Linked DNA regions of Mus musculus: all the other regions are linked to region 1. The links are chromatin contacts, called in public Hi-C and promoter capture Hi-C maps. All regions are on one chromosome and are shown on one strand. Each heading gives the region's core, a stretch centred on a gene start, on an enhancer-like site or on the middle of the called end of the contact. The rest is flanking DNA. Distances are from core to core; before and after follow the strand shown.

Region 1 (6,358 bases), core at 1,748-4,247:
TATGGAAACAGTGCACCCCTAAGAAATTAGAATTCTTCCAGGCATTTCACACCAAGGGGAAGGAAAAGACTAAAGTCTGAGCCACCCAGAAGGCTGTCTCCTGGAAGTGGATTGCAATTTGTCAGCTCACCCTTCAGGTCAGGCTAGAGTGGAGACAGTGATGGACAGCTTTGATGCAGTCTAGGGGTCTTGGATTGATACAGTCTAGAGGTCCTGCCTGGGTTTCTTTTCTCTGCCGGTTAAAGAGTTAAAAGGCAGGAAAAATCTTAAGCTCAACAAGGGCATCTGAGAAACCTCAAGGACCTCAGCTAGAATTGGCAGCTGGAGACCAGCATTTACTGCTGAGGCAACAGGTATGTGCAGCAGACACACAGAGAGAAAGACCCTGTGCAAAGCAGAAGGGAGACTGGGGAAGCTGAAAAGCCAGACTCGGGTTAGCCTTTTAAAGCCTATAAAGAGGTTTCCTCCCTCAACCTAGGGTTGGTCGGTTTGAGGAAGGCAAGGATGGTTGATTAGCCAGGTGTTGTGTGACATGTCCTGAACAGGCCTGTGACTCGTTGAGTCAATTTAACACCATGTAGCCTGCTGGTGAGAGACAAAAGCCAACAAGGTCTTCATTTGTTTTGAGCTACTCAGCTTTTGCCTCAATTCAGGAAGCAGAGAATGAATGAAGCTGGCCATTTGGGAAGTTCAGCTAGCCAAGGCCCCTCCCGCTATCTGTCTGCTTCCCAGGGCGTCTAGCTCCTACTCCTAGCTTGTTGAAGACAGGCGGTCAGATCTGGCTTATTGAGGTTTGGGGGACCTGGGTTCTGGCCCTTTATAATTCTGGTAACACCAGGAGTTGTGAGAAATAATGATGCAGCCCCACCACCTACCTGTCACCCCTGTCATCTCACTCTGCTCCAGGCCTCTGAGTGTCTGGTCCCTCTGCCTGCCAGACCCATTCTTCTCCCAGGTAAAGACAATTTCCTCAGTAAAGCTCCCACTCTCCTGGACTCCTACAGGGCTTCCCTGAACCCCAGTGTTGCTGCAGATCACAGGCTGTTCGGGAAGCTCCGGGGGAGCTGAGAGCAGTTTGTGTCACTGTCACAGTTGTCTGGTCTTGCCAAGGGGTACAGCACTCTTAAGGCAGTTTAGAAAGTGTGGTTGTTGTTGAATAGGCTAACTGGAAGGCAGCTCCTCCTCAGGGCCCTCTCCACTCTGTTTCAAGCCTGCAACATTCTCCCTCAGACAGCTACACGGTCTCCTTCTTCAGGTCTTTGCTAAAATGCCACACTCATGGTGGCTTTCCGTGGGCACCCTATGCACCATTCAGCTCCCTACCCCATTTTTGTTTTGTTTTGTTTTTTTAAGTTAAATTGTCTTCAGAACATTTAACACCCTCTGACCGGCAACTTACTTTTTCTTTCTATGGATTTTTTTGTGGTAATTTTTAAAAATTAATTTTATCAAAATCCGGTTTTGTCTTGGTTTCTGAGTCTTTACTGCCCCACTTCCCTACTGTCTGCTTTTTATTTATTTGTTTGTTTGTTTGTTTTTGTCAGCTTGACACAGCTAGGGTCATCTGGGAAGAGGAACCTCAGTTAGGAAACTGTCCCCATGAGGCTCCACTGCAGGCCAGTCTTCTTGATTAATGACCGACATGGGAGGGCCCAGTGCATTGTGGGAGGTGCCACCCTTGCACATGTGCTCCAGGGTTGTACAAGAAGGCCGGCTGAGCAAGCCATGAGGAACAAGCCAGTAAGCGGTATTTCTCAGTGGTGTTTGCTTCAATTCCTGTCTCCAGGTTCCTGTCCTGAGACTTGACTCCTCGCTACCCACCCCCACCCCAGGGATGGACGGTAACTCATAAGCTAAAACAAACCCTTTCCTCCCCAAGTTGCTTTTGGTTGTTATCTTTCTCACAGCCACTGAAAGCAGACTAAGACACTTGGTCGGCTGAAGTTTGACTGTGTCAGCTTACAGGCCATCACTTCTAACATGAATGTTGGGAGCTGTTTTCCCCATTCTCTGCTTCCCCACAGCTGCAGCAGTAGCGTGTACTATGTAATTATTCATAAACTATTTTGTGAGGGCTGGGGAGACAGCTCATCAGGTAAAGTGGGTGCCATGAAACATGAAGAGGGGGTTCAGAGCCTCAGTGTATAAGGTAGAGATGGATGAGAAACACCTATGAAAGCTTTGGGCCTTCACACACTAGTTCACACGTGTATATGTGTTCCTACACACATACAAACATACCACATAACACACTTATGTAAACCATGTACATATACATCTTGTAAATGAAGAAAAGACCCAGCCTCATTGTATGTGTGTGTGAGTTTGTGTGGGAGTGGAGGTGGGTATCCTCAGTGGTCAGAAGGTTTTGGAGTTCCCTGGAGCTGGCGTTTCAGTGATTGTGGGTGCTGAGAACCGAACACTGGTTCTCTGAAGCACAGCAGTGGTTGTTAACCAGCACAGCAACGAATGTTTCAAGTCGCATCTTCAAGACTCAGGGACACTCGCCTTTGAGAAGCCACATCCGTGCTCTCCAGTTCCCCTGGTGCTTTTAAGCCTAGTGCTTCAGCCTATATTAAAATGTCTTTATTAAACCCCATCTCTGCTTCATAAAATTTTTTAAAAAGACTTCCTTGGCTATTGTAATACAGGTGACCTTATGCAAGTGTTTCATAGTTTTAAACTCATTTAAATTGTGGCTTGTTCAATCATAGCGTAGATTTGAAACATAGCTATTGTCAATGAACCTGCTCTCCACATAGACCGGGCCTAGCAGTGGGCGGTAAAAACAGGACTCAAATCCTTTAAAGTAAGGTTTGATCATAGAGTTGAACCTTGCTAATTCCTAGAGGGCACTTCCGGAATCTTGGCGGGAGAGCGAGGCTCTTTGGTTTGCTTTCCGGAAAACCTCTCCAGCCTCTCTCCAGAGCGTGGGACCGGAGCATCCCGCCCCCTCCCGTGAGTGCGGCTTTCCGATTGGTGAGAAACACAGGGGGCGAGGCTCCGGCCATGTCGGCGCAGGCGCACTGGCTTTGCGTGACTGAAGAGCGCCCGACTCAGGTATTGAGTTGCTGCTGGTGAGCATCGGTGGCCGCTGGACTTGGAGGGTGGCTAGGAAGGGCCCAGCGAATCTAGGGACAGTTTCTGGGCACGCGCACCCACGATCTGGTGTCTGCTGTCTCGCGTGCATCCTCTCAGTCGCCACAGGCTATTGGATAGTCGTGTGCTCGGTTGCAGTTCACCTTTCCCCATCTCCACCCCCGCTGTTTGAGAGCAACACTTCCGCCCTAGTTATCCTTGCGTGGCCCTTACTTAGAGGCACAGAGTTCCTAAAAGGGCCCATTTTGGACCGGTCCCGGGGATGACCTGGTGGCTCAGCCGCCTTAGGGTTCTAAAGAGGAATGAAGTGACCGCAGTACGCTCACTCCTCGTAAAGGCCAAGATAGAGCAGGGGTTGGAAGTTTCATCGCTGTTGTATGCTGCGCTGACGTTGGTGGTATTTGGAGGCAAATTCCCGCAATCCAGAATGGCCATGGGCCTTTTGATGTCACCTGACACAAATCAGAGCCTATGACCCTATGATCCATCTCAGAGCCTATGAATTGGGCATCATAATACACAAACCTTTAGGGCACTAGGCATTGCAAGCACACTGTGTGCAGTTTTCCTGACTGGATCGTGTGTGTGTTCATGTACTGTGTACCTGAAATAGGGCGAAGGCAGGGAAAAGGCCTCTTACAGGTGAGATCTGCGGTACACTCGAAAGGCAGCAAGAAACTGTCATTACCAATGCCTGTGTTAAGTTGAAAGTGTAAGGAATGCAAGGAGGCCAGTAGAGACTGTTTTAACAGTCACGGATGATGGTATCTTGAACTGAGGTGCAGGCTGGTCAGGTGGAGCAGGCTGGGCCAGAGGACTAAAAACTGTGACAGTACTGTGGAGCAGAGTAGATGAGGGCAGGTTTCTGGTTTGGCCAGAGGGTGCTTTGCAGGGTGATACTCAGATCTGCAGGGGCACCATTGTCTGAAGAGATTCTGCCTCACTAAGTTTCAAATAGCGTGTACTATGTTCTCCAAAGATGGGAGAATATATAGGTCAGAAATTCAACAGTTTGGACAGTGAAGATGCAAACTGACCAGGAATGTGTGGTGGGTGAGAGGAGCAGTTAAAACAATATTGACTTTTTTGTTGCGGCAGATTTTCATTTCCTCCGATGTCCTGGAACTCAGATGTGCAAACCTAGCTGATTCTCTTACCTCTGGCTCCCAAGTGCTGGGATTACAAATATGCCTCAGCGCCTAGCAATACTGACTTAGTAGGGATCGAGACAAGGAATTGAAGAAAAAACAAACAAACAAAAACCAAAAAAAGCCTGCTCTTCGCTGTTGCCTGTGAGATTGCAATTGACTTGTTTCAGGGTCTCTCCCCAGTGTTCTGAAATAGTAACAATATCAAACATCCACCAGGCTCATGGCCTGTGCCAAAAACTGTTGTGAGAATTTTTTCTACCTTTAAAAAAATTCTCAACAGTAAATGTACAAGGCTGATCTGGTGGTTATATCATTTCATGATGAAACTCTAGCACACGGGTAGCTACAGATGTGGCAGGCTGCTGGAAGTGGCCAGTGGAAGTTGGTTTAGAGCCGACTGCCTTATCTAGAGCCTGCGCATAACTGGATGCTATCTCCACAACAGGCTGGTAACATTTTCATAATCAGAAGAATATGACTTTCTGTTGTTGCTGCTGCTATTGGTTTTTTGTCTGTTTTGTTTGTTTTTGTATTTTTTAAAAAAGGTCTCTCTACATAGCCCTTACTGTTCTGGCACTCACTATGTACCAGACTGGCCTCAAACTCAGAGATCTGCCTGTCTCTGCTTCTCAAGTACTGGAGTGCTGGGATTAAATGCATCTGCCACTATACCCAGATGGATTTCTTTAAGTGGTACTGTGATGTGCTGGGCTAATAGACATGGAAGGATCCACATCTTGGATCCCGTGCTGAGAACCAAGTTAATCGTCATCCCACGTGACTCATTTTTCTCCAGGTGCCAGGGTGTCATGGAAGGTCTGCTGACAAGATGCAGAACACTGTCTGCCTTGGCTGCCTGCAGCCTCCGTCACTGCAGATACATCATCCACAAGTGTTACCATCGTGCGCCCGGGAGAGGGCAGCGCTTGGTATTATCCCGCATGTTCCAGCCTCAGAACCTTCGGGAAGACCAGGTGCTTTCTCTGGAGGGCAGAGCTAGCGACCTGACCTGTAAGAGCCAGCGGCTGATGCTGCAAGTGGGCCTGATCCTTCCAGCCAGCCCTGGCTGTTACCACCTCATGCCCTATACAGTGCGTGCCGTGGAGAAGCTTGTGCGGGTGATAGACCAGGAGATGCAGGCCATCGGCGGGCAGAAAATCAACATGCCCAGCCTCAGCCCAGCTGAGCTGTGGCGGGCCACCAGCCGCTGGGACCTGATGGGCAGGGAGCTGCTGAGACTGAGAGACAGGCACGGCAAAGAGTACTGCTTGGGACCGACTCATGAGGAAGCGGTTACAGCCCTGGTTGCCTCCCAGAAGAAACTTTCCTACAAGCAGCTCCCCTTGTTGTTGTACCAGGTTACAAGGAAGTTTCGGGATGAGCCCAGGCCCCGGTTTGGTCTTCTCCGTGGCCGGGAGTTCTATATGAAGGACATGTACACCTTTGATTCCTCCTCTGAGGCTGCCCAGGAAACCTACGGCCTGGTGTGTGATGCTTACTGTAGGCTGTTTGACAGGCTGGGATTGCAATGGATGAAGGCCAGGGCAGATGTGGGCAGCATCGGGGGCACGATGTCCCATGAATTCCAGCTACCAGTGGACATTGGAGAGGACCGCCTTGTGGTCTGTCCCAGCTGCCACTTCTCCGCCAACACAGAGATACTAGACTTGTCACAAAAAATCTGCCCTGACTGCCAGGGTCCACTGACAGAAACCAAAGGCATTGAGGTGGGGCACACATTCTACCTTAGTACCAAGTACTCTTCCATTTTCAATGCCCTCTTTACCAATGCCCATGGGGAATCTTTGCTGGCTGAAATGGGGTGCTACGGGCTGGGAGTCACTCGGATCCTGGCTGCAGCCATCGAAGTTCTCTCTACGGAAGACTGCATCCGCTGGCCCCGCCTCCTTGCCCCTTACCAAGTCTGTGTCATCCCCCCTAAGAAAGGCAGCAAGGAGACAGCAGCCACAGAGATTGTGGAGAAGTTATATGATGACATCATGGAGGCTGTGCCCCAGCTCCGAGGGGAGGTCCTGCTGGACGACAGGACCCACCTGACCATTGGAAACAGACTGAAAGATGCCAACAAGCTTGGCTACCCCTTTGTG
Region 2 (6,358 bases), core at 2,472-4,971, 2.0 Mb after region 1:
CCCTGTATCAGAATATTGTTATAACGTCCACAATGAACCAAAAGGAAGAGTGAAGAAGTCCTTTATAGAAGAAAAGTGAATGATAAACAAAATGAGGCGGTTGAAATGGCTCAAAGGCTCAAGTGGAGGCTCTTGCGGACGATCTGAATTCAGTTTCTAGAACTGAAGTCAGGCAGCTCACAACTCCAGCCCCACGGGATTAACACCACCTCCTCCATGGCCACTGCACACACAGACAGACACACAAATGATGTTCTAATTGCCAAAAGGAAGCACAGGCTGAGGAGGTGGCTTTTGCAAAGAACCTGAATTGAATTCCTTGCACCTACACCTGGCAGCTCACACCTGCCTGTAACTCCAGCTCCAGGGTATCTGACACCATCTTCCGGACTCTCAGGGCACTTGCACTTGTAAGCATGCACACCTACACATGGATCCACACATAATCAAACAATTTAAAAATTTTTAAAAATCATGAAACTTGATGGGGAGATAGCTCAGCAGACAATATTTACTGCAAAAGCATTAGAGCCCAAGGTTGGATCTATTTCTAGAAGGTGAAATGTACATACAACCTTTCCTGGGAACCTCCACAGACAGAGCTTCTAAAATAATTTTAATACAACTGTCACATGACCGAACATATTGCCCCTGGGTATACAACCAGACAATTATATCCTATCAAGATTATTTATGCCCATCAATAGATGCAATGTGATATATATACATACACACACACATACATACATATATATGGGAGGTAAAGAAAAATGATATTAGGAAATTTGCAGGAAAATGGATGGATCTATAAAATATATTAAGTGAAGTGTTAATATTGCATGTTGTCTCATGTGGATGCTAGCTTTCAAATTAATTACTCATATTCCATAGTGAAACTATCTCACAACAAAAGCAAAGAAAAAACAAGTCCCAAAACAGAAAACTTCAACAAAAATAACTCATAAGTTGGGGAGTGGGGGTATGGCTCAGAGTAAGAGCTCTTGCTCTGTAAGCATAAGGATGTGAATTTAAACCCCCAGGATCTACATACAAAGCCGGGCATACAGTGGCTGAGGAGGTGGCTCAGTGGTTAGAGACACTTGCAGCTCCTGCAGAGGGCCCAGGTCCAATCCCCAGACCCATGTGGCAGCTTTAACTCTGGCTTCAGGGGATCTGATTCCTCTTGGCCTCCATGGGCACTTCGAATATATGGTGCTTACATAAATGCGACCAAACACTTAGAAACACACACAAATAAAAATACAAAACAAAAACGGAGGCTGCAGAGATGCTTCAGCACATAGGGTAGCTCACAAGACACTAACATTGTTAGTTTTCTTGAGACAGGGATTTTCTATATAGCCCTGGCTGTCCTAGAACTCTCTCTGTAGACCAGGCTGGCCTTAAACTCAGAGATCCATATGCCTCCACCTCCCAAGTACTGATTAAAGGTGTGCGTCCCCGTCCCCCCCCCCCCACACACACCCTTTTATATATATACATACACATTTAAAAGGAGGGAGATCTGATGTTCTCTTCTGGTGTGCAGGTATACATGTAGACAGAGCACATTAAAACCAACAAACAGGTTGGGGATTTAGCTCAGTGGTAGAGCACTTGCCCAGTATGTGAGAGGCCCTGGGCTCAGTCCTCAGCTCTTGGGGGGTAGAAAAAACAACAAACAAATAACAGCTGGGCATGACTTCATGAGTTTGTAACCCCAGCATTGGGGAGAAGCGACTGGGGATTCCAAGAGCTCACTATCAGCAAGACTAAGCTGAAACAGCTTCCAGTTCAGTGAGAGACCTTATGTCAAGGGAATAAGGTGAGGATGGAAAGCTGCAGATGAAAATGCGAGGTCCTAAATGAGCATGACATACAAAACATGCTCACAAGCACAACTCCAAACCCATTTTTCTATCATCTGAGCACGACAATAGCCTCCAGGAAAACTATGTGTAGAGACGTAAGAAAACAGTGTAGGGCTGGAGAGATGGCTCAACGGGTAAGAGCACTGACTGCTCTTCCGAAAGTCCTGAGTTCAAATCTCAGCAACCACATGGTGGCTCACAACCATCTGCAATGAGATCTAATGCCCTCTTCTGGTGTGTCTGAAGACAGCTACAGTGCACTCACATATAATTAATTAATTAATTTTTTAAAAGGCTTGTGCTAGCATACCCATTGTTTAAAAAAAGAAAAAGAGAACAGTGTAAAGTTTATTTTGACATAATTGGCACAATGGTGATTCTTTGCCATTATCCACTTACATGTGGTGAGTTTTTTTTTTTTTTTCCTTCTGCACTGGTCCCTCTGGCCATTATCCACTCTTAACCCTCCTTGTTCTATTATTATAAACTATCTCCTAAATTATACTCTGGCTCATTTGAGTCTGTTATGTGGGAAACACAAGATCTGGGAGCCTGTGGCAGGCCGGAGTGAGAGTCCAGTAAGAGGACAGATCCCCACTGAAAAGGAACTGTTGCAGAATGGGAGATGAAGTCAGTGGCCACATCTCCTGTTAATTTACATACACGGGTATGACTAGGTCTGGGAGGTAGCTGGACTGGCAGGGTGCTTCTAGCAGGAACAAATCTCTGTGTCTCATCGACAGCACCTCAGAAGTCCCAGAGGTGTAATGCCTGCACTAGGAGATGCAGACAGGAGGATCACAAATTCCATGTCATCCTTCACTACAAATCAAATTCAAGGTCAGGATTGAGTACACGAAAGTTTCAAACAAACCAGCCAGGTGGTGGTGGTGCACTCTTTAAGCCCAGCACTCAGGAGGTAGAGGCAGGTGGGTCTGTGTGACCTTGAAAACAATCAAATGAAAAAACCCAAAGCTGTAGGAATCACTATCTACTGTGTATTATTTGTGTGTGTTAATTTGAATGTCGGAGTGCAGGCAGGCCTGCATCTGTGTAGGGTCAGAAGACAACTTCTGGAAGTTGCCTTAGTAAGGCAGTTTATGAGTCAGAGTTCTTACTATGTAGCCCTGGCTGGCCTAAACTAGACCAGCTGCAGGCAAACTAAAGGACTCTGCCTCTGCCTCCCGAGTGCTGAGATTTAATGCATGCGCCACCACGAGGGCTGCAGAACTGATCTATCAGAACTGAAGCCTGCAGTCTCTCCACGAAGTGAGACTACGCACGTGGTGTGGGGTATCTCGGGGTTTGGTCTATCTGCAGGTCAGTTCCATCAATCCCCATATAACAGGACTCCTTGAGGTAGAGGCGACCCTTCAGCTTGCAGGGATGCTCCGGCCTCAGTTAATCGAGGGCTTTGGTTCCTCTAATCTGAAGTTTTGTCCTGCCCTCTGACTAGAAAGGAGCTCTATTTCCCAGAGAGCTGGTTTTCCGTGCCTAAGCTGCACAGACTGGAGGAAGCCGCATCCTCCAGGATCTCAGCACAGGGACGCGGCTCGGCTGCCTATTGGTAGCCAGTAGGACGCGGAAGCGCCGGGGCGCGCGAAGAGAACCAGGTAAGAGGCCTCTCGGAGAAACTACGGCAGGAATGGGGCACGCCTACCGTGGGTGAAGGACGCAGCACGCCACACCTCACGACGCTGCCGCCAGCCGGTATCGCGTTACCTGCTCCAAGATGCCTGCGCGCAGCCGGCCCCACCCTCGGCGTCACCTGTGGGCGCGCCCCGCCCGCTTCCCCGCGCACATGCGCACGGCGACCCGCCGGCTGTGGTGTCACGTGCCGGGCGCCTGCCACCGCCTCCTGGGCGGGAGCTTCCTGTGGCTGTCTCCGCCGCGGCCGCCCGGGGGCCGCGGAAAGCTAGGCGGTTCCGGGCTCGAGAAGGCCCGGTTTTGGTTCGGATCCGCCGCGAGGTATGCCACGTGCCCGCTTCCCGGCGTGTGGACTCTGGGGGCGGCCGGGGAGATAGAGGCGGCTTGGGTCGGGCCGGGCGGAGCCTGGCATCGGGAGGGCCGCGACCGGCCTGCGGCAGCGGAGCATCTCATTCTCCCGAGCTCCTTCACTCCCGCACCCCACCCCGGCTGACGCTTCGCTGTTGACTGCAGTCCGAAATGTGACACTTGGAGTGGCTTACGCCTGTGCGCTCACACCAGGGAACCTCGCAGCCCTGTTGATTCCCGCTCCGGACGCGGGATCGTGTCTTGTTTCTTAATCCCCACGCCACCTCACGCTTCTTCATAGATTTGCAAGATGCTCAGGGCTGAGGTTTCCCGCCCTATATGATCTCCCACTTCCCTGGGCACCTTCTGCATCAACCCATAATGCTTCCCAGTGTCTAACGCCCAAGTGTCTTTAAAGCCTTAAAGCTGTTTCTCTTTCTCCCCTAGTTCATGCCTTCATTTCTAGCCTTACGGTTTGGTTTATGCCTCCGTGGTGCTGGGCGTTTCTTCTCCTTGTGTAGGCCAAGCCAGTTCTCACCTCAGAACTGGTGTCAGTTCGTTTGATTTGCTTGGAGTTCTGCTATTCCCCAGTGTGCAAACTTCATGACTCAGCACAGGCATCGTCCTCTCCTAGATGTCTTTTCTATGTCCTCGATAAGGGGCTGCCTCTTGCACCCATTGTCCCTGCAGCTGCTCTGTGGTCGTTGTCTGCCCATGGGTCTGTTTCCTTGAAGCCTGAGGTAGGAGCAAATGAGTTCCTTCCAGTGCTGGACAGGTGGTGCTACAGTACCCGCTGACCACTTGTGACACCTTTCAGAGGATCTGAATACTGAATCAGGTGCAGAGTGCCCACGGGAACTGATGATGAGAACGATCCATGCCTGTGCTGCCCAGTGGTACCCATTAATCAGATTCACCTACTGAGCACTTGAAATCTGTCTGGTATGACTGAGGAGCTGAATTTTTAATTTAAATGTAAATAGACACATTATTTGCAGAACAGACAGCCTGTCCTGGAACTCACTCTGTAGACCAGGCTGGCCTCGAACTCAGAAATCCGCCTGCCTCTGCCTCCCGAGTGCTGGGATTAAAGGCGTGTGCCACCACGCCCGGCGACAGCACTGCTTTTAAAAGCCTTTCCAAACCATTGTACCTCAAATTGCTTCCATAAGTCTGCCTTCCATGGTCACCAGTCAGTTCAGAAATTGTGTTTCCACCCCCACCCCCCATATCCCTCTGTTGACAGTGGTCCCCTGCCTTCCGTCCCCTACCTCTCCTTGCCTCTGTGCTATTAATTATAAAGTGGTGTTTTAGCCCGTGGGAGTAAGTTCCCTAACCACGGGTACCACTGTTGGGGGCCATATATCATCATCTATTCCAGTCTGAGTCTCTTCAACTTTACACCTGATAGGTATCTAGCCTGCCAAGATGCCAGGGCCAAGACCTCGGAAGGGCCCTAAGACCAGTGGCCAGGGTGCTGAGACTGCCAAGCAGGTATGGATGTGGTCTCCTTCACCCCGGGTCCACATGGAGTATGGATCTCTAAACATTTGTGGCTAAAGAAATGGCTCAGTGGTTAAGAGTGCGAGCTGCTTGCTACTTAGTGGCTTACGACCACAGCCACCTCCAGTTCTAGGGGATCCAACGCCCTCTTTTGGCCTCCATCGGCACTGCAGCCACATGCTGTACATACATATATATGGGAACAACTATCATACACATTTATTTTAAAAAACTGAAAAATCAAAACAACAATAACAACAGCAACAGAACCAGTTAAGGTTGGGTTGACTATGAGTAGTCAAAATAATGGACATAGAAAATAAGGTGGAAAGGGGAAGATGGGTTAGTGTTTCCTAGATGTATGATCAGGTTTTGCGTGTGAATTCTGTGAGTGGGTTGGAGTGATGGTTGCAAAACAATGGGAATGTATAATGTTCCTTAGCTTCACACTTGAACATAGGTAGGACAGCAGATTTCATGCTATGTGTTTACTACAATTAAATCTGGGGGGCTGGAGAGATGGCTTAGCTGCTCTTCCAGAGGTCCCGAATGGTGGCTTCCGACCATTTGTAAATACAGTTCCAGGGGAATCCAACACCCTCACACAGACAGACATGCAGGCAAAACACCAGGCACAGAAAATAAAAATAGGTCATTTAAAAAAGATTAAATGTGGTACATCATCCCACTACTAAGGAGGCAGAAGCACGAAGATTGTGAGTTCAAGGCCAGCTTAGGTTATACACTGAAAGCACGCCTCAAATTGCTCCCTTCTCCCCACAACAGAAGATCGGCTACATGTATGGTAGTATCTCTCAAGATGATAAGAATTAACTAATGATGAATAATGCTAAGCGTTGTGCCCAGCAGCTGTTGCTGTTTTTGTTAATTATGATAGTGGCTTCTTTTAAAACGTCTCCATCTTTTAGATGTTTCCTTCTCTGCACACTGGGCCTCGCTCAGAGTGGGGATGGAGCTCAGGGCTTTGC
Region 3 (6,358 bases), core at 1,986-4,485, 1.2 Mb after region 1:
TTGATGAGGAACGTCAGCTGGGCGCTTTCTCTGCCCCTCTGAGCTTTCACTCCAGTATCTGGCTCTTGGAGGCTTCATTGATAAAACCAAACAATTCAGATTTTGTTTTAAAGAAACAACATAGGAATCTCATGATTGAGCCATTCTGATGTGTGTATATATATAACAAGACCCAGCCTCAAAAACAAACAACTTTTAGCCCCCTCACCCTGTGTTGGGGTGGAGGTAGAACTCTTTGTTTAGGTTTGTGGTACTAGGAGTTGAACATAGAGCATCTATCCATCACTGACCTGGTTTCCAGCTCTATGTATAGTTTTGTTTTAAAAGCACAAGAGACAAAATCTGTTTTAGAAATCACAGTTTTTCCCCTAAACTTTATATATTTTCACAGTAAAAACAGCATGGCTTCCTAATATATCATTTTAGTAAGTGGCCCTTGTTAATGGACATGTGCTTCCTCAGGGTTTATTACTGTAAATATCTTTATAAGGAGCATTTTTATAGTAATCGGGGTTATTAATTTTTTTTTGGTATTTGCCAGTTTTCCTCTGCTTCTTAAACATTTTGGTTTTCTTTTGTGTTTTAGGGATCCGGAAGGCTTGCGAGTATTTTATTATCTTGTCCAGGACCTGAAGTGTTTAGTCTTCAGTCTGATTGGATTACACTTCAAGATTAAACCAATCTAGATATTGGATATTGTGGACACAAGGCGGGTGGGAGTTTTTAGTTACCATAATTAGGATTTTTTTTCTGTATATTGGGGCAATTTTTATAAACAATAAATGATGATCTTTAATAAATGCGATAACATCTTTTTTTGTTATTTTTCTAAACACCTGAATATGTGAATTCTCAGTCTGTAAGATACAAACATTCTGTGGGAGACTTGACAAAGCAAAGAAAAAAACAAACCTAAGCAACTAAGAACTGCCATTTACAGGAAATGATGGGGAAAGGTTTAAAAATTCAGTGAGGGCCAAGGAGATGGTTCTGGCAGGAAAAGCTTTAATGCATAAACTTGACCACTACCCACAGCCCTGGGACCTATGCTGGGCCTGGACTAAGCCACCCAGGAGCAGAAAGCGATCCTGTCTGAGCAAGGTGGAAGGCAAGAACTGACTCAGAACTTCCACCCCTTTGCTGTGCCATGGGTGTGCGCTAGCACACACACTGCTGAATATTTTTTTCAATACATTGAAGTTGAGAACCCCATTAGCAATATTCTAGGACAAGGTACCTGGGTTTTGTTTTGACCACGCCTCCCCTCCCTTTCCTGTCCAGGATGACTTTGAACTTGGGATCTGTCTCCCAAGTGCTGGGATTTTAGGCAGGTGCCACCACACATAGTTCAACCTGGATTTTTAAGTTTCAAGGGAAATGGAAACCCTGAAGATTTACAAGATGACTAATTGCTGGAGTTATAGCTCAGTAGTAAAACACCTGACTAGCATTCATAGCTTCTTGGGCATAAAATTTTATTGTGGTTGGGCATTTATTTTTTATTTATGTATATGGGTACATTGTAGCTATCTTCAGACACACCAGAAGAGGGCATCAGATCCCATTACAGATGGTTGTGAGCCACCATGTGGTTACTGGGAATTGAACTCATGACTTGTAGAAGAGCAGTCAGTGCTCTTAACCACTGAGCCATCTCTCCAGCCAATGGCTGGGCTTTTTAACATATCCTTTATTTCCGTATGAAGGAAAACTGTTCAATAGGTAGATTGGCAGGAACTTTCTCTTGCCATTACTTAAATTTCATGGCTTGCTGAAAATAGCTGATTAGATGGCATCAGAAGGAATGGGACTTGATAGGGTTCATTGGTCTGAAGGGACACGAGCCTAAATACATATCCTTAGAGACATTCCATTCTGAGACAAGGTCCCAAGCATCCTCAAGACTTTTCATACTCCGTTAGGGATATCATTAATATGTGACATGTCAGGATGCCAGACTTCTGAGACACTTAAAGACCAGTCTGGTGGTGTCCAACAGGCAGGGGGATGGCTCAGCGGTTAAGAGAACTTGCTGCTGTAGTAGATGACCTCATTTCTGTTCCTAACATCCATAGGGTGGCTCTATCAGTGTGTCACAGAGTGTTGCGGCCGGCTCACATGTCTGGGTTCTAGCCTGGGAGGCATCTTGGAATCTGGAAGAGAAGAGGGAGCTAGGCGGCGGGAGAGAGAATGGAACCAAGACAACTAGTCTGCTCAAGGTTCAATTTTACTATTCCCAGGCACTGGTTTATGAAGAAGGGGAAGGAACCCATTCCCGCCAAATCATCCTTGGAGTCCAGTTTCAGGTGACAACTTGATTAACTCCGGAACTGCTAGGCGGCAGGCAGTAGCAGTGGGAGTGGTAGAACGATAAGGTGGCAGGCTCCAACCCCCCCCCCCATGCTCTCTTCGTGCTATCAGTGAAACCTGTTCAGCCAGGTTTCAGGCTGAGGGGGGGGAGGGTACAAGAGGGTTATTTATGGTGCCCTCTTTTAGCCTTGGTGGGAGCTGCATGCATGTGGAGCACATACATACTACCTGCCAAAACCAAAATAAAATTTAAAAAGACTGGGCCATAAAAGTGGGAGCCAAGCATGGTGACACACGCCTTTAATCCCAGCATTCGAGAGGCAGAGGCAGGTGGATCTCTTTTGAGTTCGAGGCCAGCCAGGTCTACAAAGCGAGTCTAGGAGAGCCAGGGCTATAATTACACAGAGAAACCCTGTCTCTAAAAAATAAAAATGGGGCATGTTTTCGAATGTTGGTGCTCCCAGCTCCTGCAGTGTCGGTTAAATATATGACTAAGGTGGGGGAAAGTCAGCTCTGTTCAGGCATAGCTACCACGAGGACATGGACACAGGGCAACCCTGTGGGAAAAGTCGCAGCATCAAATCGTGTACATCCAGTGGGCAGTTTAGAGGGCGACTACCCATCATCTGGGAGGCTGCAGCGTAATCTGAGCCTCAGGACCACAGGTAGTGAGAAGTCGGATAGAGAACCGAGAGCCTAGAGAGGTCTGGCAGAGGTTTCCAGCCCGACTATCTTGCCTGCTCAGTGAAGGCACAGATTGAGAATCAGGAACCATCTCTGGCATTTGCGTTTACATCGGTTCCAGCAAACCTACCGAAAACAGCCGAGCCCGGCAGGTTAAGGAGGGACAAGCTAGAAAACGCCAGCCTACAGTACCACTCACTAACGCCCCGCTCCCCGCCCACCCGCACTGAGGCTGCGCGGCGACGCCGGCCTTTTACGACGGGTCGGAAAGCAGCTGTCGCAGCGACTTAACGTGGACCGGCAGCTATGGGGGTAAGGAGAGGCTAGTCGCCATTGGGGCATCCCGTCTGGTAGTAGCCCAGTGAGAGATGGGTCCGAGGCGGCGAGGGGCTCAGAGTGGCGAGCTCAGAGCAGGAGAGAATGGAAGGCGTGAGGCTCGGGTGGCGGGGCTTGAGTCGGGAGGGGCGGGGTGGGGCGTGGCACGCAGCTGAGCGGACGAGGCCTTGCACTCAGCGTGTCCCGCCCTCTTCTCAGAAAATCGCACTGCAGCTCAAAGCCACGCTGGAGAACGTCACGAACCTTCGGCCAGTGGGCGAGGACTTCCGGTGGTACCTGAAGGTGCGACGGAAGGCGGGTTCCTCTAGGGAAGGGAGGAGCATCCGGAGGCAGTGGGGCATCTTAGGGCTCAGGGCCCAGCCTTGATCACAGTGTTGAACTGGGAGCTTTTCTAAAAGTTCCACCGGGTCTGAGGTGCTTAACCAGGCATCTAAGTGAGATCTTCAGGATGGAATTTTAGATTTTATTTTTATTGATTAAACGTTAGTCTTATGTAATCTAGGCTGGCCTTGCGCTCTTTATGTAGCGAGGGATGACTTTGAACTCCTGATCTTCTTACTAGGATTACAGATGTTCGGCCTCCTCACACGGTGGAGTTTTGTGGTTTTATCCCTCTTCTGTTCTGGCGGGTATATCTGAATTTGGGGCCTCACGCTAGCACTCTCCTGATGTGAAATCCTTCCAGCTCTTAGTTTATAAACATACACGGAACAAAATATCATTTGAAGGGACCCTGTGCTTACTTAATATAGTGAATAAACCCACCTTGTTTTATTTGCTGGCTTTACTTATTGGGAAAGTTGGCCACCCTTTGACCTCACACAGTGCTAGTAAACTGGGTAGGTACCCTGCCCTAGAGGCCCAAACAGTGTGACACCCTTCATCGTCCCAGGCTGTGCTTTATTCTCCTAGTCTATCTCAGTGCCTCACATACCCAACCAAAGCCATAACTGATCACTCTTATTCCGCCACCCCCGCCCCAGCACTAGACAAGTGCAACACCATCGCACCCACAGCTCCTATTTCAAAATGTTTGGAGCAGGAGTTCCAGGGCCCATCTGAAGAACTTTGACTTGAAGAAACACAGAATAACAAAGGAGAGAGAAACAGAAACAAAATGACAACCCGTTAACCCCAGACTCAGGACCCCTAAGCACAGAACCAACCAGCAGAGTTGCTGGGGGCTTGAGACAACCTGGAGTCCCCAGCCAAATGGCACAGATTCTAGAGGAGGGCAGGGGTGCCAACATCAGAAACACCTTGTTCTTACTTGGAGATAAATCGGCTCATGTCCCTATTGGATGCTGTAAGAATCCCCTAGAAGATAGGATGGGTCTAGAGGCACTCACTTGTATCCCAGTACTTGGAAAGCAGAGGCAGGAAGATCTCAGGTTCAAACACATTTGGGCTACACAGTGAGAGTGCATCTAAGATAAATTAAGAGAAGGCAGTAGGCTATGAGCTGGCCTTACACCGTGCTTCCCCTTCCCCTGTGTCTAAGGAAGCTACCTGCTCAACTAATAATACTCTTTTCCTTCCCCAAGATGAAATGTGGCAACTGTGGTGAGATTTCAGAGAAGTGGCAATACATCCGGCTGATGGTAATGGTCCCTACCACATGCTCCTGGGCAGAAAATTGGGGAAATTGGATTTCATCTTTCTTTCCTTTAGCCACTTGGGGGGGGGGGCACGGCAGGTGTTGAGAGAGCACCAATGTGACCCTCGCAGGGAACAACAGACATCTTTGAGGCAGAGTTCAAAATCAAGAGGGACTTTTTTTCTCAACCAGGGGAAGACTCCTTAGGCTTCTGCCCCACCCAGGGGATTGAATCCAGGGCTTTGCATATCTCTACTACTACTCTACTGAGCATGCTCTACTACTGAGCTCTCCTCAACCCTCTTGTCACTTGTCAGCAAGTGACTCACTTCTGTGGTCTTAGTCTGTTCCACTGGATGAGGTGGTGGGATGAGATCTCTCTGGGACCCTTACGTCTAGCTGTTACATGACTAGAAATTCTGTTTGCTTCTTGTCAGGACAGCGTGGCGCTGAAAGGAGGCCGAGGCAGTGCCTCCATGGTCCAGAAGTGCAAGCTATGTGCACGGGAAAACTCTATTGGTAGGTCGGGTGCTGCCTACCAGGCTCTTCCAGGGTGACTGGAAGCAGGCTTGTGTTGTCAAGGGGTGGACCTAGGTGTGAAATACTAAAACCTGTGCAGGTCTCTCTCTTTCCCAGGCTGTGTCTGGGCACCTGAGTGGAGTCTGGGTAGAGATTCAAGTCAACTTTTCCTTTTTATATTTCAGACATTTTGAGCAGCACCATCAAGGCTTACAACGTAAGTTTCCTGCTGTAGTGTCAGGGATGGTGGGATTAAATCTGAACTGATGGCTAGGAGTGGGGTCGAGAGTAGCTGCATCAGAGTGGCCTGCCCCTGGACATGGTCCCATGTATTTAACTCTTTGTTTTGCTTAAGACTAGGTCTCACTAGGTAGCCCAGGCTTGGCTCAAACTCATACTCCTGTTTCAGCCTCCTGAATGCTGAGAGGCCAGGTACTTGACACCACGTCTCCTGCGTATTTACTCTCTCATGCACCAACTCAGTGCTCACTTGCTCCGTATCTTTTGTCCACCATATCCACATCATCCACTGGGTAATACTGCAGTTTCCTCCTAAAAGTACACAGGATGACAGTCTGGGCAGTCTGAGCCCAGGGGTGAGGTAGGCAGGGCTCCTGGCTATCCACCTCCCAAGAGGTGCGCTCTCCATACACCCAGCCTTCCTCATGACATGGTGGATGTTTGGTTTCTGTTTTGTTTGTTTGTTTGTTTGTTTGTTTGTTTATTTGGTTTTTTGAGACAGGGTTTCTATGTATACAGCATTTTGCCTGCATGTATGCCTATAGGCCAGAAGAGGGCACCAGATCTCATTATAGATAGTTATGAGCTACCATCTCTAACAACCACTGGAAATTGAACCTCTGAGCCATCTCTCCAGCCTGACATGGTGGCTGGTTATCCAAAGGCCATGGT
Region 4 (6,358 bases), core at 1,974-4,473, 1.2 Mb after region 1:
TTTACCCACTCAGCCACCTCACAGGACCAGATGCCCACTTTATAGAAGAGAAAATTAACAGATAGTCCAAGAAACTTCCTTGAGGTCACACATATATCGAGTGGTTTAACCCGTGAAGTTCATAGCATGGATTAGACCGTCTCTTTTATAAGACCCCATCAAGGAGAATGGGCAACAGGCCCACAGCATACCAAAGGAGACTGAGGCTGCACTTCTGCAAAGTGAAGGCAGGGGACGGAGAGAAAGCTCCATGCCCTCAGCTCAGCTGGGCCCCTGCTCTCTGACCTTGTTTGTGTGAGAGACATGGGGTAGAAACCTGATGTCCCTGAACAACCCATTCTCTGGGTTGCTCATCCTCTTGTGACTTCATCACTGTCTATCCAGAGCTGTCTTGGTCCTTAGACCAGAGAGCCCTAAGGGCAGGAATGGAGTTTTGTCATTTATGACCCCCCACAGCTGAGCAAGCTTTCTGGTCCTGGGGCAAACTTGTGGGGCCACACCACTCTTTAACAAGCCACCAGTGGAGACAAAGCAGGGACTAGGAAGCCCTTCTGATCTGAGGCCTCTGCACAGAAGTGGATCTAACAGTAGTTCAGAGAGATTGGCCCTCAGGGCCATGGGAAACTTCTCCAGAAGTTTCTGTAGAGAGAGTAGAAGCTTTTTACAGAGGCCTAGGGCTGGACAGATCCAGCCCAGGTGAATGTCCCACGAAGAGGGTACAGGTCGGAAGAGGTCTGAAACCCAGCTCTCAGGGGCAGGTGAGGAGCAGGCTGGTGTGAGGAGCAGGCCCGTGGGCCTGCTGTGGAGGCCTCCCAGACTGGTTTTTGAAAACTCTCTGTACCATAGACAGGCCTTGAACTTGTGCTCCTCCTACTGTAGTCCCCCTAGTAGCTCAAATTTTGAGCTACTGCCCACTGAGCTATATTCCCAGGCTGGGCAATTTGTATTTTTTGAGGTTTGGGGTTATCAGAGGTTTTTGAGGAGGGTGTTTTGGATAATAGTAACAGTAACTAATGTTCATTAGGCATCTACTGTGCTCTGGACATGACTCTCATGCAACCACATGTAATCTAAACCTCACCTCAGCCTGTGTGGTGAGCACTGCGACCCCCCCCCCCATGCCATCTTTTATACGGAGAACCTGAACCACGGAAGTGGAAGCAACCATGTCCATATAGTCAGGGAAGGAAGGGCAGGCCCAGACCCAAAGGCCAATGCTCTTATCCTTTTGAGCTGTAGCCTAAACTTTACCCCATGCAAACATCTTAGCACAGAAGGAACCATCAAGACTGCCTAGTTCCCAGCTTCCCTGAGGCCCGATAATGGGACTGAGTTTCCCAGGAGTGCAGAGCAGAAGCCATGTGAGGCTGGACAGGTGAATCTGGGTTGCAGGAGGGGGTCCATCCTAACCTTCGAGGGTGTCGCAGTGGGTATCATTGTGCTTGGGACAAAATCCAAACTCCTTACTGTGGCCTACAAAGCTATCCTGTGATTGGGCCTTGTGGACTCCCCAAAGCTCCTCCCCACCACCATGCGCTTACTTCTCCCATCACTAGTTTACCACGATGGGATGTGTCTCCATTGCTCTTCCCTCTGCCAAGAATAGCATGCGTTTGACCGTCATGTGGTCAGGCTCCTCGCTGTCAGTGAAACATGATCGCCTCTCTAACTTACCTCCGTGCTCTCATGTTGTTTATTTTCTCATCACAACTATGATGCTGTGATAGTGTGATAGAACTCTTTTTTTTTTTCTTCTTCTGTATTTCTCTCTTCTAACTAATATGTAACATCGGGAGGTTGGGGAAGTACCTTATTTACGATGCTGCAGCCTTGGGCACAACACACACAGCACATGCTGTGTAAGATTTCTTCTGTTGATGGTCTGTCTTCCCCTCACTGTGGCCAGGACTTCCAGACCCATGGAGCCTTAACGTGACCAAAGGATGATGCACTTGTGGTTTCCCAAGGTCTGTGGTTGCCATAGCTATTGTCATGGGCTACCCTTTGCGGGGGAAGATATGAGACTGAGAGGACTGTTGACCTAGCGGGGCTGTGCACCCATCCAGCTTGGCATAGGAATCACAGCTTCCACGATTGCTTGCTTGCTTTCTCTCTCTTTCCCTTTCTTTCTTTCTTTCTTTCTTTCTTTCTTTCTTTCTTTCTTTCTTTCTTTCTCTCTCTCTCTCTCTCTCTCTCTCTTTCTCTCTTTCTCTCTTTCTCTCTTTCTCTCTTTCTTTCTTTCTTTCTTTCTTTCTTTCTTTCTTTCTTTCTTTCTTTCTTTCTTTCTTTCTTTCTTTCTTTCTTCCTTTTTTTTTTTCTGAAGAGAGAGGGCCTATTTAACACTGGGCCTTGGCACCCTCGCGCGGGCCTGGTTTACAACCCGTGCCCAAGAATCACACTCTGAGATTGTTGTGCTGCTGGGCCAGGCTCACCGGCAGGTGGCTGAAATCCAGTCTAAGCGTTGCCCTTCTGACAAGGAAGAGTAGGGGAGGTGGGGTCGCACTGCTAGAGGAGGGGCCTTCTTTGTGCAGAGGCTAGTGGAGCCCAGAGACACTAGATGTGCTGCCTCTGGCGGCAAGGATGACACATCTGGGCCTCCACAGTCCTTGCCCTTCTCTGCAGCAGCAAGGGTTACCTTGCCATGTCTTCAGGGCCCTTGATCTGCTCCTCTGCGGGGTCCAACAGAGAAGGATGAATATGGATAACAGTCTGTGCACCAGACACTCACCTCTCTCAGGATCACACAGTGATAATCACAGATGCACACGGTCGCAGAAAGCGACTCATCTAATCTGAAGCTATGACAGGTCTTGCCCAGCACCCCTAGATTCTCCCTGGCAATGCTTTCAGCCTTCCCGCGCTCTGCGCGTTCACTGCAACGGCTTGTGAGTCTCCTTCTCCCGAGCTCGGGCTCTCCTCCATACGCCTCCTTCTCTCACCCTCTTGCCACCTCCACGGGGAAACCAGGGGGGCCAGAGCCTAGCCGGGCTCGTCCTAGCGTCTACAGCTCTTAGCACCTGCGCGCACACAGAGCAGGATCATGGGGCTCGGACCGAGAGAGGAGGGGACAAGGACAGGCGGGGGAGGAGAAGAGGCGGCGGCGGGAGGAGCGTGGGGCGGAGGCGGCGGCGGGAGGGAGCGCGCGCGCCGGCGGCGGCTGCCCAGGGCCGGGGCCGCGCGCCCAGCCTGAGCCCGCCCCGCCGCCGAGCGTCACCGAACCTGCTTGAAATGCAGCCGGGGAGCCGGGGCGGGCGGCAGCGGTGGTGGTGGCGGCGGCGGCAGCGGCAGCCCCGGCGCCGCGGCAAGGACTTGGCGGGCTGAGGCGCGGCGGCGGCGCGGGGGTCTCGGGGCGCGGCGGCCGGAGCCCCGGGCCCGCTATGGGCCGCCCAGAACTGGGCGCGCTCCGGCCGCTGGCGCTGTTGCTGTTGCTGCTGCTGCAGCTTCAGCATCTCTCCGCAGCGGATCCGCTGCCGGGCGGCCAAGGTGCGTACGGCGCTTCCCGGGCCGGCTCGCAGCCGCCAACCAACAAAGCGCGGCCGGCGGTGGGGGTTGCTGTACGGCGAGGTCCCGATAGAGAGGCTCCGGGGACCCTAGCTCCCTGGATTTGCCTTGGACCTCCTCCCCGCTACCCCCACGGTTTTGGTTACCGAAGCTCTACCCCAGCTCCGGGCACCCTCTTAATGGGGGATGGGCGCCGGGCACCCCCCCCCCGGCCCGTGAACTTTGCGGGGGGTAGTCCTTCAGGGTCTGGGGTTTGGTTTAATTTGACACGCGCGCTCCATAGCGGCGATGAGCGAAGTGGTACAGTCTTTTCTGACAATGCGTTTCCGGGGACCCCTGTGGGCCGAGGAGACTGACAGGTTGTGAAGGGACTGAGCCCCTGCACCGGGTGCGTGTCGCCAGTGTGCGGGGCTTCCCGCAGACTAGGTTTGTGTGGACCTGACTTGGCGTTGTGTGTAAGGGTGAATGTGTCTGAAGGCGGGGTATAGCCACGGGCCGTTAAGCGCTTGTCGGGTCTCGCTGTGCCATCAGTCGGTCCTGCAGTGGAGGACCCGTGGCATCCTGTCCTTTCTCGGAATTAAGGTGCTTGGAGATCCAGAGCTCACCGATATCTCCCCCTTTCCCATACCCGCTGGACTTCTCGGCAGCCAGGGCTGCAGGGTGGGGAGCGGGCTCCTGTGCAGTGACCCAGCTCACCGCCCCCAACCCCCGCAGGGCCAGTCAAGGAGTGTGAAGAGGACCAGTTTCGGTGTCGGAACGAGCGCTGCATTCCCTTGGTGTGGAGATGCGATGAGGACAACGACTGCTCGGACAACAGCGACGAGGACGACTGCCGTGAGTCGCGGCGACCAGGGGAGGGGAAACGGGGGGGGGGGGGGATCATGCTCCGCTGCGCACGTGGCTGCATCCGTCATGGGGCCACCTGCCCCAGGCTGGCGGCCTTGTTCTGGGATGGGTGGCTCAGCTGTCGGCGGGAGCTGGGTGGCAGGCGTGTCCTGCTTAGGGTGGAGCCCAGCGCGGCTTGCTGAAGCTACTAGCCCGAGACTGTGGGCGTGGACGCGGCAGCCCCTGCACACCTCTTAGCTCTATGGATCGGATCCCCAATCTGGGCCTCACTGGGAGCGCGCACTTCAAAGTTCCACGCAGCTCGGGCCACGAGGGGCTTTTCCTTGCTCGGTTTTATGAATGAATGGGCTCCCCGGGGCCACTGATTGGCTGCGCAAGGACCACCCCATAGGCCTGTGGCCGGAGCGGCCAATCCTGGGGCTGACGGTGTGCTGTAAAGGGCTCTAGGCCCTGCCCTGGCCCGCCCCGGCCGCACCCCCGCGCGCATCCTCCGGGTGGTAGGCTCAGGTCCTGGTCACAGTCTGCTGCCTTTCTGCCGAGTCACCCTTCAGAGAGCGTTTTCCTCCTGCCAGCCTAGTCTGGGTGTGAGTCATGGGGCCAACAGCAAGGAGGGGCTCAGGAGGAAGAGTGTGTTTCCTGGAAGCCACCGGAGCAACGGCAGTGAAGGCAGGCCAAATGCTAACCCCACTGCCTTTGCTGAGCGTGGCCTTTGTACACCCTGTGCAACCGGTGGAAGTTCCCCCTTGTGCGGGCGCGTGAGGGGTGTCTTTGGGGCCAGCGGCAATGGAGTCAGCAGGCGTTCTCTGCTGTGAAAGGAATTTAGTTCCTGGTACCAAGAACCTACACTCTTCTAGCCACGTCTTCCTAGGAGGCCTTTCAGTTGTCATTACAGAGGCCTGCTGTCTGCCTGCCGATGTTAGGTGTACAGGATCAGGCCGGCCGGCTCTGCAGTGTCGGAACACAGTGACAGAATGTGGAGGACACCAGGTGGGCACACACCAAGCATTCAGGAACGGGAGGCTGAGCAACAACTCGGGAGCAGTCTGTTAAGTCCTTGAGGCTTCCTGGTTTAACATTTTTTTGGGGTGGGGTACATTTGTAAAGCATGTATGTGAAGATAAGAGTAAAACTTTCGGGAGTCAATTCTCTCCTACTTTGTTGGGTCTCTGCCTCCAACTTAGCATCCTCCAGCTTGTCTGCGATGCCTCCACCCGCCCAGCCGTCTTATTGGTTCTCATGGAGCTCACAGGCAAGCAGAGATCTTCCTTGAGTTCTTTTGACTGTTCACTTGCTGGTCAGCCTGGCAGTTCTCTCTGGTCTAGCTTAGACCAGACTTTCGGGCATCAGAGCCTGACTGCCTCAGTTTCCCATTTGAGTTGTAACTACAGCCTGTGGTGGACTAACACTCTTCACAGAGGTTTATGCTACAGATGAAAACAGGCTCCAGGGTTGAGTTACCTGCTCTGTGGCTACTGAGTTGCCAAGTGGAAGCCTGGTCTTAGGCATCTTCTACCAGAGTTCTTAGCCTAATCCTTGTTCTATGCTATGGCTGTGGTTGGGTAAAATATCAAGAGGGGATTTCATGCCTAGGAGTTGTTCTGGTTTTCTTAGAGGGGTGCACACAGGACAGGGTGCAGAAATAGAAACCTTGTATCGTATCCCCTTAGGTCTTTAAAACACTAGTCTTGTGAGTGTGATTGTCATTTTGTAGGTAGAGATAGTGGCTCAGAGAGATGGGGTGGTGTTGTGTTTTACCGAAGGTCACACAGCATAGGCAGGATGGATGGCAGAACTTGGTCAAGATCTCTGCCTGCCTGTTAGCTCAGGGCATGAGTTGATGTAGAAGGGAGTGTGGTGTGGACAGGAGGGCCTTCTGCTCTTCACTTATGAAGGTGCATAGGTGGCTGGTAACCTGAGATGGGATTAGGAGATCTTTGAGGCAGTCGGGCAGCTGCTTTGGTTTGAAATGGATGAGGCAGGGTTCTGGGCAGATGTTCATGGTGCCCGTGGT
Region 5 (6,358 bases), core at 1,009-3,508, 1.0 Mb after region 1:
CCCACCTGGGGCTAAGAAGTTGTTACCATTCTGGGCTCATTAGACTCTTGAAAGTTGCGAGGGGCGGGGGTGGGGGGGGTGGGGGGGGGTGGGGGTGGGGGAAGGTTCATAAAACTTTGCTTGTTTAAAAAAGTTTTCCTCATTTCTGAAAGTGGGCAAGAGCGTATTCACTGGGTTGTCATTTCAGGAATTTTACAGGAAACTGGCACCATTCAAAGAGTCTAAGTTTTAGATAGGAAGTGACTTTAATCCCAACATACGGACCTCTGAATTCAAGGCAGGCCTGGTCTACAGAGTTCCAGGACAGCCAGGGCTGCACAGAGAAACCCTGTCTCAAAAACAAAACAAAACAAAAACTCAAAACAAAATCATCAACAACAGAACAAGCAAACAAACAGAGAACAATAGTCTAGCTTTGTCTCTGCCCTGCTCTAACACCTATGTATACCTCACATTTTAAAAACAGGCCCCTTAGATGGAGGGTAGACGATCTTTCTCCAGTACTCACCAATTCAAACTGTCTAAATTTTTCACTGACCTTGTTATTTAAAACTATACCTAAAAAATCAGTTTCAGGGGCTCTGGTGGCAAGAGCTAGCCAGGGCACTCGGAGGTCAGATGCCTATGACCATGCATCCTTTATGGGTGTGGGAACTAGTGGGGGTTTCTTCTCACACACCAGAAAAAAAAAAGCAGCCTTGGGGGTACATGAACCCTGGTGGCAGGAGTGAGCAGTCAGCTTTTTGTCCCCAGGTTCAGCTGCTGGGGGAATCCAAATGGCAGTTACCTCCCAAACCAGCAAACTACAGCAAGTTACAGCCTTCAGAGCCCCAGGTGACACGGCCCAGAAAGCCAGATGGAGTGTCCTTTGAAGAAGGTGACATTATCTACATTACTGACTCAAGCGTTATCAACTGATGGAAGGGCGGCAGGACTCAGCTAATTCCAAGCAGGGATGTGACCGAGCAGGCAGGATCCACTGACCACCAGCTGCACTGGGCAGCCTGAGCCAGAGGGGTGTTTGGCTAACCCAGCGGGTGTTAATGGCTTAGACAGAGCTGGAAGCACGGCTTTGTCTGGACTTGCCCTGGTCATCGCTAAGACAGAGTGAAAGTCCCGTTTACAAAGCCAAGCAGTGAGCAAAACAGACAGACGGGAGACAAGCAGTGAGCAGAACAGACAGACAGGAGACAAGGCTTTCATGCTGATGCCCACGACGGTTGCTCCTGGGAAAGGCAAGAACGGTCTTAAGAAATAACAGGAAAAAGCTGGTCCTGACCGTGGCCGTTGATGCTGCCTGCACATTGCTCTGGAAAGAGACAGGAGACAGAGTTGATTCAAACACTATGCAGTGCCCAGGACTACTTTTTAATTTTTAAAAAATGTGTGTGTGTGTATGTCTTTGTGTATGAACACGTGTGTGTGTGTGTGTGTGTGTGTGTGTGTGTGTGTGTGTGTGTGTAAGCTAATAGATACTGGATATCTTCCTCAATTACTAACCATCTTATTTTTTTTGAGACAGAGTCTCTCGATGAACCAGGAGCTAAGTGATTCAGCCAGACTAAATGGCCAGGAAGCAACAGGAATGAATATATATATATATATATATATATATATATATATATATATATATATGTATATATATATATATATATGTGTATTCCTGTTGAAGAATATTTGATCACATTGTGAACCCTGAGATTGTTATTTACTGAAAAAAAAATGTTTCTAGTTATGAAGTAGGTAGCCCTTAGCACACACCTTTAATCTCTCTGGCTGGAATACAGACACACCTTTAGCACACATCTTTAATCCCAAACAATGAAGGTCAGGTTAGTTTGTAGAAGGAAGCAGCCGTGTTTGAAAGTGATGTCTAATTGAGTGGCAGACAAAGTGGTGAACCAGAGAAAGGTATGAGAGAATAGGATACGCCCAACTCTCATGAGAAGAGAGAGGTAAGAGAAGCTGTTTAAGAGAGAGGAGTTTTAGAGAGAGAGGAAAGGAAGGAGGCAATTTTACTGGGGAGTTTTACAGAGACAGGCTGCAGAGAGAACAAGCTAGACATAGGTGAAGTCAGAATGAGCCATAGAATGAGAAGGAGCCAGAAGATTAGAACAGATTGCCTAAGTTAGTATGAGACCAAGCAAAGGAATTCAGGAGAGACAGAGATAGAGACAGGCAGAGAGAGAAACACACACACAGAGAAAACAGATTGAAACAGTCAAAGCTCAGGAAAAAAAAAAACCAACCTAGAAAGTGTGAGCTTATTCAGCAGCGAGTCTCAGAGGCTGAAAATATTCTAGACCTAGATAAGATTGTACAGAGGCTAGAAGCTTCCAGGACTAGCGTAGGTTAGCAGACAGAGGCAGCAAGCCTCGGAGACAACGATCACCTCAGGTGAGTAGAAGTTACTTTTATATCTTTCTCTTTGTCTCCTGAGCCCTGGTGTCACCGGCATGTGCCCTTGGTTTTACGCAGGTGCTGAGCATCTAAGCTCAGGTCTCTGTGTTTACATGGCAACCGCTTCACATGGCAACCGCTTCACTGAATGATCCACCTTCCCATCCCACCCCAGCAAGACTGTCCTGATGGAGAAGGTTGGATCCATTCCTTTCTGGAGATGCTGTGGGATCTGATTTCTTTTGCTTCAGCCATCCCAAAACCTTGTTTCCCACTGCAAGATCTGTGATAAAGTAATCTATGTGAGCATGGCAGCATCACACTGCGACTCCATGGGACATGTGAATGAATAGCACTCACTCTTAGTTTGCCAGAAGTGACAGGATGATTTTCTGTATAAAATAATTCCTGTTCACCAGAATAGATTGAAATGAAATTGTTTCTATTTGTCAAACTATAGAAATTTGAAGAATTCTTGTTCCTGTTTAAAAACATAAAAAAAAAATTTTTTTTTCTTAAAGTTCCCTACATCAAAGATTGGGATGTTTTGAATGGGTTTTTCAAGAGAGGAAATACTTGTTATAATAATAAACCAAAGTACTTAACAGAAAATTGTTAGTTATCCTGACAAAAAAATAAAGATTTTAAGAGTCTTTTGAATATCATAGTCTCAATAAGGGTTTTCAAATTTTCTGGGTGAAATTCTAGGTGCAGTGGGTGCTTGTCTAGTACATGTGAGATCCTAGGCCTAGTTCCCAGCACCAGAAAGGAGAAGACATGTTATATATACTTTATTTATAGTATTTTTATTGTGTTACATACATATTAAAGTCATTGAGTTGTTTGTTGTGGCAGATGCATGAGGGTTGCTGCAAGTCTGAGGCCAGCCTAGTCTACAGAGGCCAGCCTAATCTACATAGCATGTTCCATGCTACCCAGACCCTGACTCAAACCCCCCCCACACACACACACATACACACACACACAAAGTCTGGAGCATAAATTGCATCATTCCACAGCTTAGCAATACCACAGACTGAAAGGCTAGACTTTGCATTATCAAATTTAAGTTTGAACATCAGGTACCGGTGGACCATCAGGCCTGAGGCAATGTTTATTCAGATTCTACATCTGACCACTCAAGCTCTCTTCATGTCCTCATTAATAATTGAAGAGAAATGCTAGTCAACGTGAGTTCTTTTTGAGTTAACATATTTTAGTCTTGTTAAATACAAAATGCTTCTGTGTTCACTTCACAGCTGGAAGGGCAAAAGATACCCATGGCAATAGGAATTTGCATAGTGCTTGGGAAATATTAATAAACAACTGTATATCTTTTAAATCAGTAGTCACATGACAAGGTGCAGAAAGCCTGGGGTGATAGAATAAACAAACCGCAGACGTTTATCCCCTTCCAACCTCCATTTGTGTAGGCAAATTTCAACAGTGCTGTATTTATTTTATTCTTGGAAATTCAGGCAATTTGAAAGCTTTGTGTTTTTAGGTTGAGAGCTGATTGCGTCTCAGGCTGCTGTCTTTTAAAAGATAAAACACATTTCTTAAAAAGACACTGGCGTGATATAAGAGAGAGAAACTGGATGTCAAAAAAGGATGGGTTCTTGAGAACAAGGTGGGCCTATACTTGACAATATTTGTTCTACTCTGATAGTTTTGTCTATTTTTGAAAAAAATTAACTTGCATATATTCATTGTACAAAGTGATGGGTTTTATTACAATATCTTCATACATGTATGTAATCTATTTAGTTCATATTCAGTCTAAATACTCTCTCATCCCACCCACCCCTTTTCTCCTTCCTGATACTCCTTATTACATATACTTTTTTTAATTATAATTTTTCTTTTGAGATTATAATATTTTCATCCTCTTTCTTTTTTTTTTTCTTTTTTTCTCCACACCCTTTCATATACCACACAGCCTTGCTTTCTTTCAAATTCATGGCCTCTTTTTCTTTGTTGTTGTTTAGATGTATGTGCACACACATGCATGCATGTGTGTGTCTCCGTGTGTCTGTGTGTCTCTGTGTGTGTGTGTGTGTGTGTAAATCTCTGTGTCTGTGTGTCTGTGTGCATCTGTATGTGTGTCTGTGTATTCTCAAATATATAAATACAACCTTCTTAGCCCATGTAATGTGTGTGTGTGTTTTCAGAGCTGACAGTTTGGTCCTGGGTAACCACTTGGTGTGCTCTTCCCTAGGGAGGAGAGCATGTCTCCTGATTTCAGCATTTCTTAGTTGCCTGCATTTTTTTTTTGTCTAAGCTTTGTGAATGTCATATATTTTTTAATACATATATTTTAAATCTAGACTCTGCTTCTGAGGAGAGATGAGGTATTTGTCTGAGTCTGGCTTGTTTTGCTTAGTGATATCCTCTATCCAGTTCCGTGGTGTGGCAGTGGAGAAGGGTCTGCGCTGGTTAGTTTTATGTCAACTTAACACAAGCCAAAGTCATTGTGGAGAGAGCATCTCAACTGAGTAAATGCCCAAACCAAACTGGCCTATGGGCAAGCCTGGGGTACATTTTCTGGATTGATGATTGATGTGGGAGGGTCCATCCCCAGGCAGGTGGCCCTGGGTGCTATAAAAAAGCAGACTGAGCAAGCCATGAGGAGCAAGCCAGTAAGCAGCTTCCTCCCTGCTCTCTGCCTCAGGTTCCTGCCAAGGGCCTGTCCTGGCTTCCCTCGGTGGTGGGTTTGTAATATGTGGGGTGAAATAAACCCTTTCCTTGCAGTTTTGTCTTGTTTGTTGTTAGTTTGGGTCGTGATGTTTTATCCTAGCAATAGAAACCCTGACCAGGGCCAGAACAGCAATGAGCAAATGAAGGAAGGAAGAAGGGAGACAAGAGGGTAACAGAGAGACAAGAGAATACCACTCTTTACAGGTGGGGTTCAAGCCTAACTCTGTGTGTGAGACAGGTGTGAAAGGGCAGGGGACAAGAGGAGCAGCAGGGTGGGAAGGAGACACTGAAGGAAACGGGTGGATGTGAGCAAGAGTGCACTACAGAAATGTCTCCACCAATCCTTCTGTATGCTGACTAAACAAATTTAATTAGAAAATGGGAAAAGTTCATTGTATGTTCACCCACACACAAACACACACATGTGCACATACACACTCATGCATATGCATATATGTACATACACACTCACACATATACACACTCATACACACACACATCACGTTTTCTTTACCCATGCATCTGTTACTAGGCAGAGAACCTTCTCCCATCACCTGACTGTTGAGGACAGTGTTGCAACAATCACTAATTGCAGACACCTCTGCGGAAGGCTGACTTCGATCTCTGGGGCATTTACCCAGGGGTAGTGTGACTTGATCATTTGGCAATTCTATATTTAGTACTTCACATCCACTCGAAGTGACTGCAGTGCGCAGGGCTCCCATCCTCACCAGACTCTTGATCTTTCAAAATACTTTTTTATTTAGTGTGTGTGTGTATGTGTGTGTATGTGTGTGTATGTGTGTGTGTGTGTGTGTGTGCACTCGCGCGCGTGTGCGTGTATATGGGTGTGTATGAGGAGAGCATGCACACTCGTGTGCACACACGCATACATGCACATACCACAATGCATGTGTGGGGTCAGATTGACAATTTGTGGTAGTTCTTCTTACCATGTGGGCCAGAGAGTTAGGCTTTGTAGCAAATGCCTTTTCTCTCTGAACCATCTCGGCAGCCTGGTTTGGTTTCTCCGCTAGCTATTCTGACTTGATACAGTGAGATTTTAATGTCTTTTTGATTTGCATTCTTCTGATAGGTAAGGATGTTGAGCATTTTTTCACATATTTATTGGCTGTCTGTATCCTTTTGAAAACTGGTCATTTGCCCATTTACTGAGTGAATTATTTGGGGTTAATCCTTCGTACTCTGTATCTCCTGCTTAGAAGATTTTTGTTTAAGAAAATCTATCTCATCAACAGAG

Evidence for each region. Promoter capture Hi-C pulls out the DNA fragments that hold promoters and counts their contacts. Hi-C and Micro-C count contacts between places; a contact is called where the count stands out from the background. Capture Hi-C pulls out chosen DNA fragments and counts their contacts.
Region 2: a promoter capture Hi-C map of liver shows a contact between it and region 1, with 3 times the contacts expected there. The contact joins the promoter of Cc2d1b here to the promoter of Pars2 in region 1.
Region 3: a contact with region 1 is called in a promoter capture Hi-C map of pre-B cells, with 4 times the contacts expected there. The contact joins the promoter of Czib here to the promoter of Pars2 in region 1. A contact is called at or near these places in 3 of 39 promoter capture datasets (hippocampal neurons, liver and pre-B cells) and 1 of 9 other capture datasets (adipose tissue).
Region 4: a contact with region 1 is called in a Hi-C map of B cells, with 7 read pairs. The contact joins the promoter of Lrp8 here to the promoter of Pars2 in region 1. A contact is called at or near these places in 1 of 39 promoter capture datasets (stem cell-derived epiblast-like cells) and 1 of 484 Hi-C or Micro-C datasets (B cells).
Region 5: a contact with region 1 is called in a promoter capture Hi-C map of embryonic stem cells, with 2.8 times the contacts expected there. The contact joins the promoter of 1700047F07Rik here to the promoter of Pars2 in region 1. A contact is called at or near these places in 5 of 39 promoter capture datasets (cranial neural crest, embryonic stem cells, hippocampal neurons and 2 more) and 3 of 115 datasets of contacts at active chromatin or transcription factors (embryonic stem cells and large pre-B cells).

What each region holds. Positions count from the first base shown.
Region 1 is chr4:106,648,072-106,654,429 of GRCm38.p6, forward strand. Pars2 (prolyl-tRNA synthetase (mitochondrial)(putative)) reads left to right here and starts at 2,998. Exons shown (of 2, transcript NM_172272.2): 1 at 2,998-3,060; 2 at 5,047-6,358. The coding sequence starts at 5,060.
Region 2 is chr4:108,616,235-108,622,592 of GRCm38.p6, forward strand. Cc2d1b (coiled-coil and C2 domain containing 1B) reads left to right here and starts at 3,722. Exons shown (of 25, transcript NM_177045.3): 1 at 3,722-3,839; 2 at 5,278-5,360. The coding sequence starts at 5,295. Gm12743 (a long non-coding RNA gene) reads right to left here and starts at 3,621. Exons shown (of 3, transcript XR_003955254.1): 1 at 3,532-3,621.
Region 3 is chr4:107,886,591-107,892,948 of GRCm38.p6, forward strand. Czib (CXXC motif containing zinc binding protein) reads left to right here and starts at 3,236. Exons shown (of 8, transcript NM_001347160.1): 1 at 3,236-3,306; 2 at 3,529-3,612; 3 at 4,875-4,931; 4 at 5,365-5,446; 5 at 5,632-5,663. The coding sequence starts at 3,301. Magoh (mago homolog, exon junction complex core component) reads left to right here. Exons shown (of 5, transcript NM_001282737.1): 5 at 587-834. The coding sequence ends at 686.
Region 4 is chr4:107,799,036-107,805,393 of GRCm38.p6, forward strand. It overlaps Lrp8 (low density lipoprotein receptor-related protein 8, apolipoprotein e receptor), which reads left to right and starts at 3,224. Exons shown (of 20, transcript NM_053073.3): 1 at 3,224-3,483; 2 at 4,216-4,335. The coding sequence starts at 3,378. It overlaps Lrp8os3 (low density lipoprotein receptor-related protein 8, apolipoprotein e receptor, opposite strand 3), which reads right to left and starts at 3,029. Exons shown (of 2, transcript NR_168096.1): 1 at 2,729-3,029.
Region 5 is chr4:107,687,342-107,693,699 of GRCm38.p6, forward strand. It overlaps 1700047F07Rik (a long non-coding RNA gene), which reads left to right and starts at 2,259. Exons shown (of 4, transcript XR_867984.2): 1 at 2,259-2,397. It also overlaps a transcript of Dmrtb1 not described here and the pseudogene Gm12899.